Linked DNA regions of Zea mays: region 2 is linked to region 1. Evidence: chromatin contacts called from public Hi-C data. All regions are on one chromosome and are shown on one strand. The core of a region is the stretch at or near the end of the contact, and the rest is flanking DNA. Distances in the headings are between cores, read along the strand shown. Region 1 holds the start of LOC103653128. Region 2 holds the start of LOC100501201 (Polyadenylate-binding protein-interacting protein 10).

Region 1 (5,677 bases), core at 1,968-4,467:
ATCAATATACTAAGTAATAGTAGCAGCAAGCTATATTAAATAAAATGCAATGAGCTAAGGCTAACACGGAGGTACATTAATCCAGTATGACTGTGTGTGCATGATCTCCAGATCTTCGTGGTCGTGAACCTGACCAACCTCCATAGTCTGCTTCTGGACATCATAGATGCATAGATCCCTATGACCAGCTACTAAGTGGACCAGAAAGTAGAGGGTGCTCCCTCTTGGGTTATTGGTGCATGCATAGCACCAAGTTGCCATGTTGGTGCCCGTCAAGAGGAAAACCCTGTCCCCAACATCATCCACCAGGTGCCAGGCCACAAGTTCCTCGTCACCACAAGTTTTCTCCATCTTGAAGATACGAGCTGAGCTAATGTTGGTAGGATCGAAATCCATGTATAAGTAGCAGATAGCCAAAAGCTCGTCCATGGACTCTACCAAGTGGATGGAGGCAGCACAAATGCCCTCGGGAATGAGGTCGAACTCTGCATGATACCGTCGCCACTTTTGGTGTTCAATTACGTGCATGATAACGTGTAGAAAGCTAGAATGTAAAGTGAAAAGTAGAGAATGGAAAAAGTGTCATTTCTATTGATCTTTGTACATATTTATACACGGGAAGGGGTGCAACGAATGAGTATCTAATCCTAGGAGACAATTGTACGACGCATCCATACCAATGGACACACCATTTGGTTACATGTAAGTGCCTAATCTATGTATAAGCTCTGTGGAAGATGAACACTTGAAGTTGGTGTCCTAGTGTTAAAAATGGTGTGGTGTGAAAAGAAGTGTCAAATTCTATTGCGATTCTTCGTCTGGCATGTGCTTTGATAAGATATTGTACATGTCTCTTCAAAGAAATGGAGCGTGAAGCGTTTATTGAAGGTAGAACAGGAAATACTGGTAGCACTACAACATGAAGAGAATGTGCAGTAGGAGAAGACTAGTGGCAACCTACTGGAGGAGGACAAGAATCAACCAACATGAGTGGATCGCTAGGAGGCATATCGAGGTTGTTTCAGGTTTAAACTTATCTGCCGCTTTTCTCTATTTTAATGTTGTCGACGACTGGACTGTGACGCCGCAGAGCATTAGTTGATGTAATAGGATAGCATTTCTGTTTAAACCTCCTCTTCTTTTGCCGTTCTAAAACTCTCTTGTACTTCCTTTTTGTGGAATGGAAATCGGATGACCTCGCGAGGAAAAATATATCTTAGCAATATACAGTATGTGAACTTCTAAGCATCGAGAATTTTGTTTCAACTCACACTTGGAAAAGTTATACTTGCATGGACTTTGTGTTTTCTATATTGAATATGATGGGCTTTTTTATGACATAGGAAAAAAACATGATGAGAATTTTATTTCAAGGCACATTTATGAATGGTATAGTTGCGTGTAATTTGATTGTGTTTTTCTATATGGGATATGATGGGGGGTTCATGACGTAAAAAAACATGGTGACATTGACAGGAACGATAAAAAGATAAGAAAAAATATATTTGATTATGTTTTGGTATGAGATACAGAAAAGAAAAGGATTGTATTTTTCTATATTGAATCTTTCTTGGGTATGGGTATGGATTCACTTTTAGGTGCCTGACCGAACCTTAGTTGCTCGTTCTAGAGGAGAATGCATGATTTCAGAGCACCCTTTTACTAATCTGATTTGAAACACGCCAATTCCAGGACGAATTGTATCTTTATTGGATTCAAGCGGTATTAGACATATTAATACATTGAATCATAAGAAAATTTTATTGTGAACATCCATTCAACAATATTTTAGAAGTAATAATGTCAACCATATATTCGGGTCATCCATACATCCAACTCAGCCATCCATACACGAACAGTGCTAAAAATCGGAGCAAATTACATTTTTATTGAATCAAATATACTAAGTAGTAGCAGCAAGGTATACTAAATAAAAAGGTACTATGTAATAGTAGGAGCAAGCTATAGTAATTAAAATAAAATATAATCTAATGGGCTAATACTAACATGGAGGTACATTAATCCAGTATGGCATTGTGCGCACGATCTCCATATCTTCATAATCATGAACCTGGACAACCTCCATAGTCTGCTTCTGGACATCATAGATGCATAGATCCCTGTGACCAGATACTAAGTGGGCCAGAAAGTAGAAGGTGTTCCCTCTAAGATTATTGGTGCTTGCATAGCACCAAGTTGCCATGTTGGTGCCTGTCAATAGGAAAGCCCTGTCCCCAACATCATCCACCGGGCGCCAGGCCACAAGTTCCTCGTCCTCGTCGTCGTAGGTTTTCTCCATCTTGAAGATACGAGCTGAGCTAATATTGGTGGGATCGAAATCCACGTAGTAGTAGCAGATAGCCAAAAGCTCGCCCATGGACTCTACCAAGTGGATGCAAGCAGCGCAAATGCCCTCGGGAACGAGGTCGAACTCTGCACAGACATCAAACTCATCGAACACTGCGGTGGGAGGATGGCCAGGATCAGACGGGAAGTCCAAGTCGACGACGCCCATCTTGTGCTGATCTGATTCCGTGAAGCGAAAGTACAGCTTCCCTCCGAGCGCGGCGACGTCATGGATGACGTTCTTGGTGGGCGTAGTGGGGGTGCGGAACTCCTCGGGGAAGAAGTAGTCACCAATGTCGTAGGCGTGCTGCCCCCACCTCCTCCGATCAGCCTCTCCATTGACACGGCAGAACCACATGAGAGGGTCGGTGACGTCGAGGAGAACGACGGCGCAGTCCGGGTGGGCGACGGAGCTGTGGGTGAGGAGGCACTTACAGGTGACGGGGATGTCGTGTATGGGTGGCAGGGTGATGGTCTCCCCGGTGAGCGGATGCCACATAGAGGCCTCCGACTCTTGTCCAAGGATGACCAGCCATCCTTGAGGCGTGGTGAAGCAGAAGTTGCCCTCCATCATCATGGGAGGCCTATTGTCGTGCGTGTAGACGATGCTCCGCTCAGGCAGGCTATACATGAGCATCTTGAAGGCGGTAGGAGCAGAGTCGTCTGCTGGATCAACAGCGGCAGCATCCTCGTACTCGTAGACGAGCAAGGGAACAGAGGCGAGGACCTGCGGCGGTGGCTGGATGCTAGCCCTGCCGCTGTGGCCGTCGTTCATCAACATGATGCACATGATGGTGGTAGGTGGTCACCAGCTAGATCAGATTGGGTCGTCGAATCGAATAATAAGCACTATCAACTCGCCGTCTCGCCCTGCTAATCGATCTCTAATCTTGAGACGCAGAGGTGCTGTGCCTGTGCTACGAGATGAGATGAGATAGCACGGGATGAGATGAGAGGCTATCTGGCTCGCTTATATATAATATAATATAATCATGAGCCTGGGCGATGAGATGAGAGGCTATCTGGCTCCTCCGCTCGAATCGGAGCCAGGTAGCTGGTTCGCCCAAACAACCGCGCGAAACTACCATCCAACAAATTAGGAGCGGTTTGTTTGTAATTAACCACCTAATAAAATAACAACTCTGAAATCAAAGCCTGGGCGTTATCGTCCTGGAGCTGCTGACGGGCATGGACCTGTCTGCCGCAGTGGGTCGCGTCCATCGTGAACGAGGAGTGTTCGAGCTGGAGCTCAAGCTCGCGCTGGACCGAGCGAGGAAGGTGGTGGCGCAGCGCATGCGCCGGCGGCTTCGGCTTTCGTATAGCCAAATATTTGCCGGCCCAGGGCCAGATTGACGTGGATCCGTGGGCCCATTACGGATGTAGACAAAAGGAGCAGGGAAGCCCAAACCTGAGACCGACGTACCGTGAGACGGTGACGGGCCCACGTGTCTGTATGCTACGTCATCCTAGCAAGCGAAACAGGAACGACAACAAGATAGATACTTCTTCCCCCTAACCGCGCAAAGACGAAAATGGCGACGGGGGTTCCTCTTCCCCGACCAGAGCAAGAGTCAGAGTCAGAGCCAGAGCCAGCGCCAGAGCCAGAGTCAGGGCGTGCCATGTTTCTGTGCCACAGAGAGCAAAGACGAAGGCGGCGGCGTTCCTCATCTCCTCCCGGATCAGAGACAGCGCGTGCCATGCCTGCGCCTTAGATCTCATGATTGGCATGCGCACCAGACTTCTCATAGATCTACGGTCTCCTTGGGCGTTCTGGAGCTGAAAGGTGGCACCTTCCGCCGAGATACGGTGGGTGAGTCTCTTCTCTGTCATGACACGAAATCCCCATGTTCAATCCTGTTAGTTGTGTGCCCCAGGTTTGTGTAGACTACTTTAAGTTGGTATGTCAACTCATTTTTTCAGTCTATCAAACCAGGTCTACGTGTATTCAGGTACTTGACAGCAGTCATCCTCCTTTGGAAGCTGAATAACGAAGTAGATCTATTCTTATGAAATATAATTGAGGATGGAGTCTGTTGAGGCGAAGGCGAAGACGCTACCCTTCACGCGAAGCCTTCGTCGTTTCGCTGCACCAACGAAGGCGAGATGGTCGGCGCAGTTGCCCTTTGTCATCTCCATCGCAAGACGAAGGCCAGATTCAGACTCCGACGTAGTCTGTTAGTCCCGCGTCCTCGTCTCGCCCGGAGGCCCACGCGGAATTTGGCCCACTGTAAGTCTGTAACGGGCCCCGCGTGGACAAGCATATTACGGGCCTCATCTGTAATAGCTTTTCTGTAATAACGGTCTGTAACCTCCTTTTATGAGAATATTATAGGGATAGTCCGGGTATCCGAGGGCATAAACATCCTTGTCTTGGGACGTTGGACACTCGGGTACCTATAAATACCCCCGTACAGTGCCCTTGAGAGGCCAGATTAACAGAGCAATTACCATCCCACATTAAACTTTGCTTGCACTCTTTCCACTTCCCCGTTGGATCTACTTGCCCAGGAGAGCAAGTTCCTACATTTGGCGCACATCGTTCGTGCTACGAACAAACTACCCGCGATGGCACCCAAGAGAGCTAGTTCGAAGGCAGCCCCATCCGTCGCCGAAGCAGCGAAGGCAGCGCTGCTAGCCGAGAAAAAAGGCAAGGCCCTCGCAGACAACACCCCCAAGAAGCCTGCGAAGACGAAGTTCTCAACAAGAGACAGCGCCACGAACAACCCACTCTCGAATGCACCCTACGCACCTGTAGCTCCGGAGAACCACAAGCACCACCCCCAGGCTTCGCTCCACCAGAGGGCGAAGACGCAACAGAGGACAGCGAAGTCATCGGCGTCTCAGCTGAAGAACAGCTACAACTATGGGCCCTGCGCATCAAGAACCGCAACCTCCAAAAACAGAAAGACATCCTCGAGGCCAAGCGCCAACGTGTCACCGCGCAAGCCAAGGTGCGCCAGATGATACGAGACGAGGAGCAGAGAGCCCGGGAACTCGAGCAAGAGATTGCGCTCATGCAGAGCGAAGGCCAGCACGATCTGCAGCACGGCCCGCCCTCCAATAGCGCGTGCGAGCCGGAGACTTATTCATACCCCAGCGCGGGCCCTTCATCCCGCACGCCGTAGCTTTCCAAGGCATCAACTACCTTGATAAGCGAAGCCCCCTGGCTCTGCAACTCCAAGTGTCACCGTGGCCCGCCAACTTCAGGGCAGGGACCTACCCAAGTACAACGGCTGCACCGACCCAGCACAATATATCATGAGCTACCAAATCGTCGTCGCATCATCCAGAGGGGACAACGCCACAATGGCCAAGTCTTTCATCATCGCCC
Region 2 (5,677 bases), core at 1,884-4,383, 280 kb after region 1:
ACCGGATGCGCCTCCGCCGCCTCCTCCTGCTTCAGGCGTTTAGGTTCAGGTCCCTTTTGGTGTTTGACGCCAAAGGGGGAGAGATATGAGTTGTGAGAGCTAGGGGGAGTTAGAGAGTTAGTAGAGAGTCAGAGTCATTTTGATGTAATATATGTGCCTGCTACTCTCTGTACTAGCTTGGTGTTTTTGGCTCACAAACTCGTCATATACTCTCGTTGCGTATGATTGACTGTGTGTATTATGTTTTCACCTTATATTATATCACTAGTCTTCTAGCTCTTGTTTCATTAATTTACCTTCTCTTTTATATGAACAAGAATCTTATGATGTGTATGCGCTCACTCTTTTTATTATGGTACACATTCTTTCTGTCAAAGATTACTGAGTATAACTAACCATTCTTTCTATTGACAGAATCTTCAAAACAAACTACTCTCACAAAACTTGTAGGGTTGTCATCAATCACCAAAAAGGGGGAGATTGAAAGCATCTAGGCCCCTGGTTGGTTTTAGTGATTAATGACAACATAATATTATGTGACTAACGTATGTTTTGCAGAGACAAATGGTAAGTTAGGTCGCATGACAGGTAGAAGTACTACAACGGTGAAAACAATCCCGGAGATAAGAACTCGAAGCGACGGCTAAAACGACGGAACAAAAGGTGAAGGTCTACGGAGTCCGAGTGTCAAGGAGATGTGGACACTCGCGATTTAGTTAGGTCTTTTATTCTCTTTTAGCCGTACTATAAAGAGGGGTTGTCGATGAGTAGTTTGACCAAGAGAATTCTAGTGTAGTGTTGGTGCACAATCACACTCATATACAGTGCTAGGTGTCACTCTAGAACTCACACACAAGTTAGAGCGAAAACCGATTTGAAAATCAGCTGAAAAACAAGACTTAGTGTTGCTGGCTTAGGGGCACCGGACTGTCCGGTGTGCACCGGACTGTCCGGTGCACCCTCTGCCAGGTGGGGCCAGGCTGGTCCACAGCAGAGTCTTCCCAGTCGCAGAAACCCGAGAGCGCAGCCTTCGGAGATGAATTTTAGTGGCACACCGGACACCGCACCGGACTGTCCGGTGTGCACCGGACAGTGGACTGTTCACTGTCCGGTGCGCCATGAGTCCAACGGCTAGCTGTCAGAACTAGCCGTTGGAAGTGACCGTTGGCGCACCGGTGGCGCACCGTTGGCGCACCGGTGGCGCACCGGACTGTCCGGTGCGCCATCGCGCAGCACATTGCCTGTAACGGCTAGTTGGTGGGTGAGGGCTATTTATACCCCCTCCACCCACCATATTCAATGTCTTGCATTCCACATTTATTCCAGCACATTGGTAGAGCATTGCAAGCACCAAAAGCCTAGTGAGGAGATTAGAGAATCATAATCCGCGCTTGTTCCTCATTAGCGCTAGTGAAAGCCACCTAGAGCACACACCACTTGCATTAGGCTTCTCTTGGTCAAGCGAAAGTCTACGGCTTGTTACTCTTGGTGATCGGCATCACCTAGACGGCTTGGTGGCGTTGGGAGCTCGGTGATCACCGTGAAGATCTTGTTGGTGACCCGACTCAAGTTTGTAAGCGGTCTCGAGGGATCCACCGCGCCGGAGTGGCAAAGGATCATCTCGTAGTGAGCACTTGGTTCTTGCGAGGACCAAGGGGGAGCGATACCCTTGCGCGGGTGCTCCAACGAGGACTAGTGGAGAGTGCCGACTCTTCGATACCTCGGGAAAAATTGGAGGAGTCTTCTAAACTTTGCTTTACATTCCGCACTTAATTCAAGCACTTTACATTGTGTATTTGTTTAGCAAGTATTTGAAGTATTATCTTAGCTTTGTTACATTTCTAGTATTATATTCTTAGTGCTAGTTGTTGGGGTGAAGTTGGGCTCTTGTTTAGCTCTTGCTTAGGTTTTAATTAGTGTTGATTTTTAGAAAAGCCCAATTCACCCCCCTCTTGGGCATCGTGATCCTTTCAGCTGGAATGGATAAATCGCATGGCCCTTAGAGCATATCCAATAGACTCTTATTTTTTTGCTCTATATTTAACTATCTATTTGTCTTTTAATAAAGATTACATTTTATATGTAGCATCTCAATTCAACATACTATCTATCTAGTTTGGCTAGTCAAGTGGCTCGCTAAATTTTACTAGTGAAATAGCTAATTTGGAGAGTCAGATAGATTGACGAGTCAGATGGCTAGTCTGTGGAAAGTTATTTAATATTAAATAACTAATTTTTTATTTATCGTGTCATTTAGCTAGCCTCTTGAAGATGGTATTAGAAAACATGAGGGTCCTAGGAGGCAAGGAGGGGTCTCTTGGCGAAAACGCGAGCGGGCCACCCGGCGCACGGTAGGAGAGGATCAAACGCAGCACCATCCACATCACAGTGAGGCAGCACACCTAGAGATGGCAATAGATACACGTGACCCGATACCCGATGGGTATTTACTCCATTAGAGTATGTATATGGCTGAATATTTTATCTGTGTGTCTATTATTAGGCAAAAATCTTCACCCAATGGATAAACGGGTATTAGAACGTTCCACCTTCACCCATACCCGTTAACCCGTGGGTATAAAATACCCAATATAAACTTAGCCCAAGCATGAATTTAGACTTTAGTCATCCATCCTTTTTACTATTTAACAATCTTTTAGGCTATAATGTCATAGAAGTCTTAATGACAATTTAATGACCATGTAATAAAACATGTAATGTGCTATGTAGTACTATTCTAGTGTTACTACTTTATCCAATTATTTTTGGTGTGTTGAATGGATGGTTAAATGTTGCTAGAGTTTTTGTAATGATAATTAGATGGATATACTTGACATTTGTATAATGTGAAATTTTGGTAGATGTTTAATTTTTGTGGGTACGGATGACCCGATAGGTGACCCATATTCATATAAGTATGGGTATAGAGGTAAATCCATATCCATCAGTGTATATAGGTGACCCTATATATATATATATATATATATATATATATATATATATATATATATATATATATATATATATATATATATATATATATATATATATATATATATATATATATATATATATATGAGGCAGTAATAATCAGTGTGTATTTACGCATTGCATCTCTAATCACACCACTACACCAGCGTACCGAAAAAAAAAAGGCAAAGGGGAGCCTGTCTGACCGAGGACGAAAGAGGCGCAGGCGCACATCCTCCCCCTCCCTTGCCGTCCTCCCCCTCCCCTTGCTGGCCGTCGCCTGCTGCTGCTGTCGCAGGCGCGCCAGCGCCACCGACCCGCCGATGAGCGTCTAGCTAGGCATCATCTCCGCGACGAGTCGACCCACCACCCACCCACCCACTGGCTTGCCTGCGAACCACCCCTGCGCCGATCCACCTCCGCTGCCTGTCTGCCTGCTTCTACATATAATCGCGCCGGCCTCCGCCTCGTCGCCTGCGACCCCCACCACAGAACCCTCCCCCTCACCTCCGCTATCCTCCTCCCCGGCCGCTCCCCGACAGACTCCGATGGCCATCGTCGAGACTGCCGCTGCCGCTGCGGCTGCCGCTGCCGCTGCCGACCACACCGCGCCACCGCGCGAGGAGGAGGCGCCGGGCGCCGCCGCCGACGCCGGGGAGCGCGAAATGCGGGATCTGGAGGACCTCCTCTCCAAGCTCAACCCCATGGCCGAGGAGTTCGTCCCTCCCTCCCTCGCCTCCCCCATCTCCGGCGCCGGGGCCGGGCACGGGGCCCTCACGCCCGCGCCGCTCTCCCCAGCCGCCTACGGCTTCTACCCGGTCAACGCCGGCTTCGCGGTCGCCTCGCCGGGCCACCGCGGCGTCGTCAGCTTCCCGGCGGTCGCCGACGCCCACGCCGGACGCGGCATGGTAAGAACGTCCCCCTTGATTTGGTCCTGCCCCTCCCCCCTGCTCGCATCGATTCCCATTTCCGATGTCTCCTGCTGACGATTGTCGTGATGCGCTCTTCTCGCTGCTGCCTGCAGAAGAAGGACGGAGCCGGAGGGTTCGGCGGCCACGGCCACGGCCACCCCGGCAGGCGGCGGACCAACAGCCGCACCAGCATGGCGCAGCGGGACGAGGCCATCCGCCGCACCGTCTACGTCTCCGACATCGATCACCAGGTCCCGATCCATTTCCTCCCCCTCACCCCGTGTCGTGTCAAGTCGCGCCGGTGGGGAATTTTCCCTTCTTCCGCTAGCAGGCCTACCCACCGATATCGATGGATCGATCGATCTTTGATGCCAATTTGTTATTTTCTTTCTCGTCGCACTACCCGGGATGATTTACTCGGTTAGATTTTGGGGTTCTGTCCGTGCGCCCTCTCGGGCAAAAAGGGTGAGATCACGAGATCGGATAGTGTTTTGTCATGAGCGATATGGCACGGGGAGCAGGTTGGGAAGTAGCATACGGCCACTACGCAGTAGAGGCATGGGCCTTGCCGCCCCGAGAATGAACCATCTTTTTTGGCTGCTGCTTTGGTAGATACCACTTTCTGCTAGTTTATCTTGCTGCTGCTCGCTTATTTGTTCCGTGTGGAATCTGGAAAGCTGTATGCTCTGTTCTGTTTTGCCTTTTATGTGCTTGGTTATGCTGCAACGAGCTTTTAGTATTGTTCCTCTCGGTTCAACTTTCTTGATTTCACCTTCCTCGTGCTTCTATCTGCGGCAGTGTGGCATCTCTCCTTTTGGTCATGTGTTTTGTGCATAACATCTCATGTCCGATTAGGATCTATAATATCATGTTGCTGGTTTTACCTAAGATGTCTGATCACCTATATAGCAAGGGTGCTCTGTTTTGAGGTTCCTTTTGTGTAGTGTCACCAGGAAAGGACAATAAGTAGCTAGACCATGCTCTGCTGTAGAGATTGCTAATACTAGAAATACTAGGTGCCTCTGCTTTCGTAATTCCTTAATTTTTCTCAGAACTGTATATATTCTTGATTGCAAGGAACAAATTCTATTTTGTGAAATACCTAGGGGACCATGTTTGGTTGATTCCTGTCAAACTCTGAGCTCATCTGTCTTCATTCCTTTCATGATGCTATGGCAGACCTTGACTTTACAAGTATGCCATTCATGTTGAGTTGTTGACACTCCTGCTTGTCTTTGTACACTTTATATCTGTTTGACTACTTGTAGTTGGCATCATTGCCTATAGTGATAAGCTTTGAGTGAACATTTGCTATTTGCGTGTTGGAAAGGAATGCCTATATACTTAGCTGTGTATGAGTATTGCTGTTGCAAGTAGATGCAGTGTCGTGGTCTTTAGTGCATGTACTTTCTAGAACAGCAACACTTCTATCTTGCAGAATGCAATCTGGTCATATGTGTGGTAGTTTCTACAAGTAGATGCAGTGTCTTAGTCTTTGATACATGTATTTTGTAGAACAACACACTTCTATCATGCAGAATGCAGTTTGGTCATATGTATGGTAGTTTCTATAGGAACAAATAAACTTACTTGCCCTTTGGCATTATAGTGCAGCAAATGCAATAGATCATAGTAATTTTATACCTCACTAACATTTATGGGCTGGTTGTTCATACAATGTATTTAATGTGTAATGGGTTTGCATTATCAGAACAGTTGTCAGTTATTATGTACTCCACAATACATATGCAAAAATTTTGCTGAAGCATGGTCACCATTTCAGTATTAAATTAATT

Evidence for each region. Hi-C and Micro-C count contacts between places; a contact is called where the count stands out from the background.
Region 2: a Hi-C map of tassel shows a contact between it and region 1, with 4 times the contacts expected there. The contact joins the promoter of LOC100501201 here to the promoter of LOC103653128 in region 1. A contact is called at or near these places in 3 of 25 Hi-C or Micro-C datasets (ear, endosperm and tassel).

The regions. Positions count from the first base shown.
Region 1 is chr4:39,786,915-39,792,591 of Zm-B73-REFERENCE-NAM-5.0, forward strand. It overlaps LOC103653128, which reads right to left and starts at 3,218. Exons shown (of 1, transcript XM_008680090.2): 1 at 1,822-3,218. The coding sequence starts at 3,136. The coding sequence ends at 2,003. It overlaps LOC118476896 (a long non-coding RNA gene), which reads left to right and starts at 3,841. Exons shown (of 2, transcript XR_004857718.1): 1 at 3,841-4,156; 2 at 4,280-4,812.
Region 2 is chr4:40,063,246-40,068,922 of Zm-B73-REFERENCE-NAM-5.0, forward strand. LOC100501201 (Polyadenylate-binding protein-interacting protein 10) reads left to right here and starts at 3,134. Exons shown (of 10, transcript NM_001195986.1): 1 at 3,134-3,878; 2 at 3,995-4,132. The coding sequence starts at 3,519.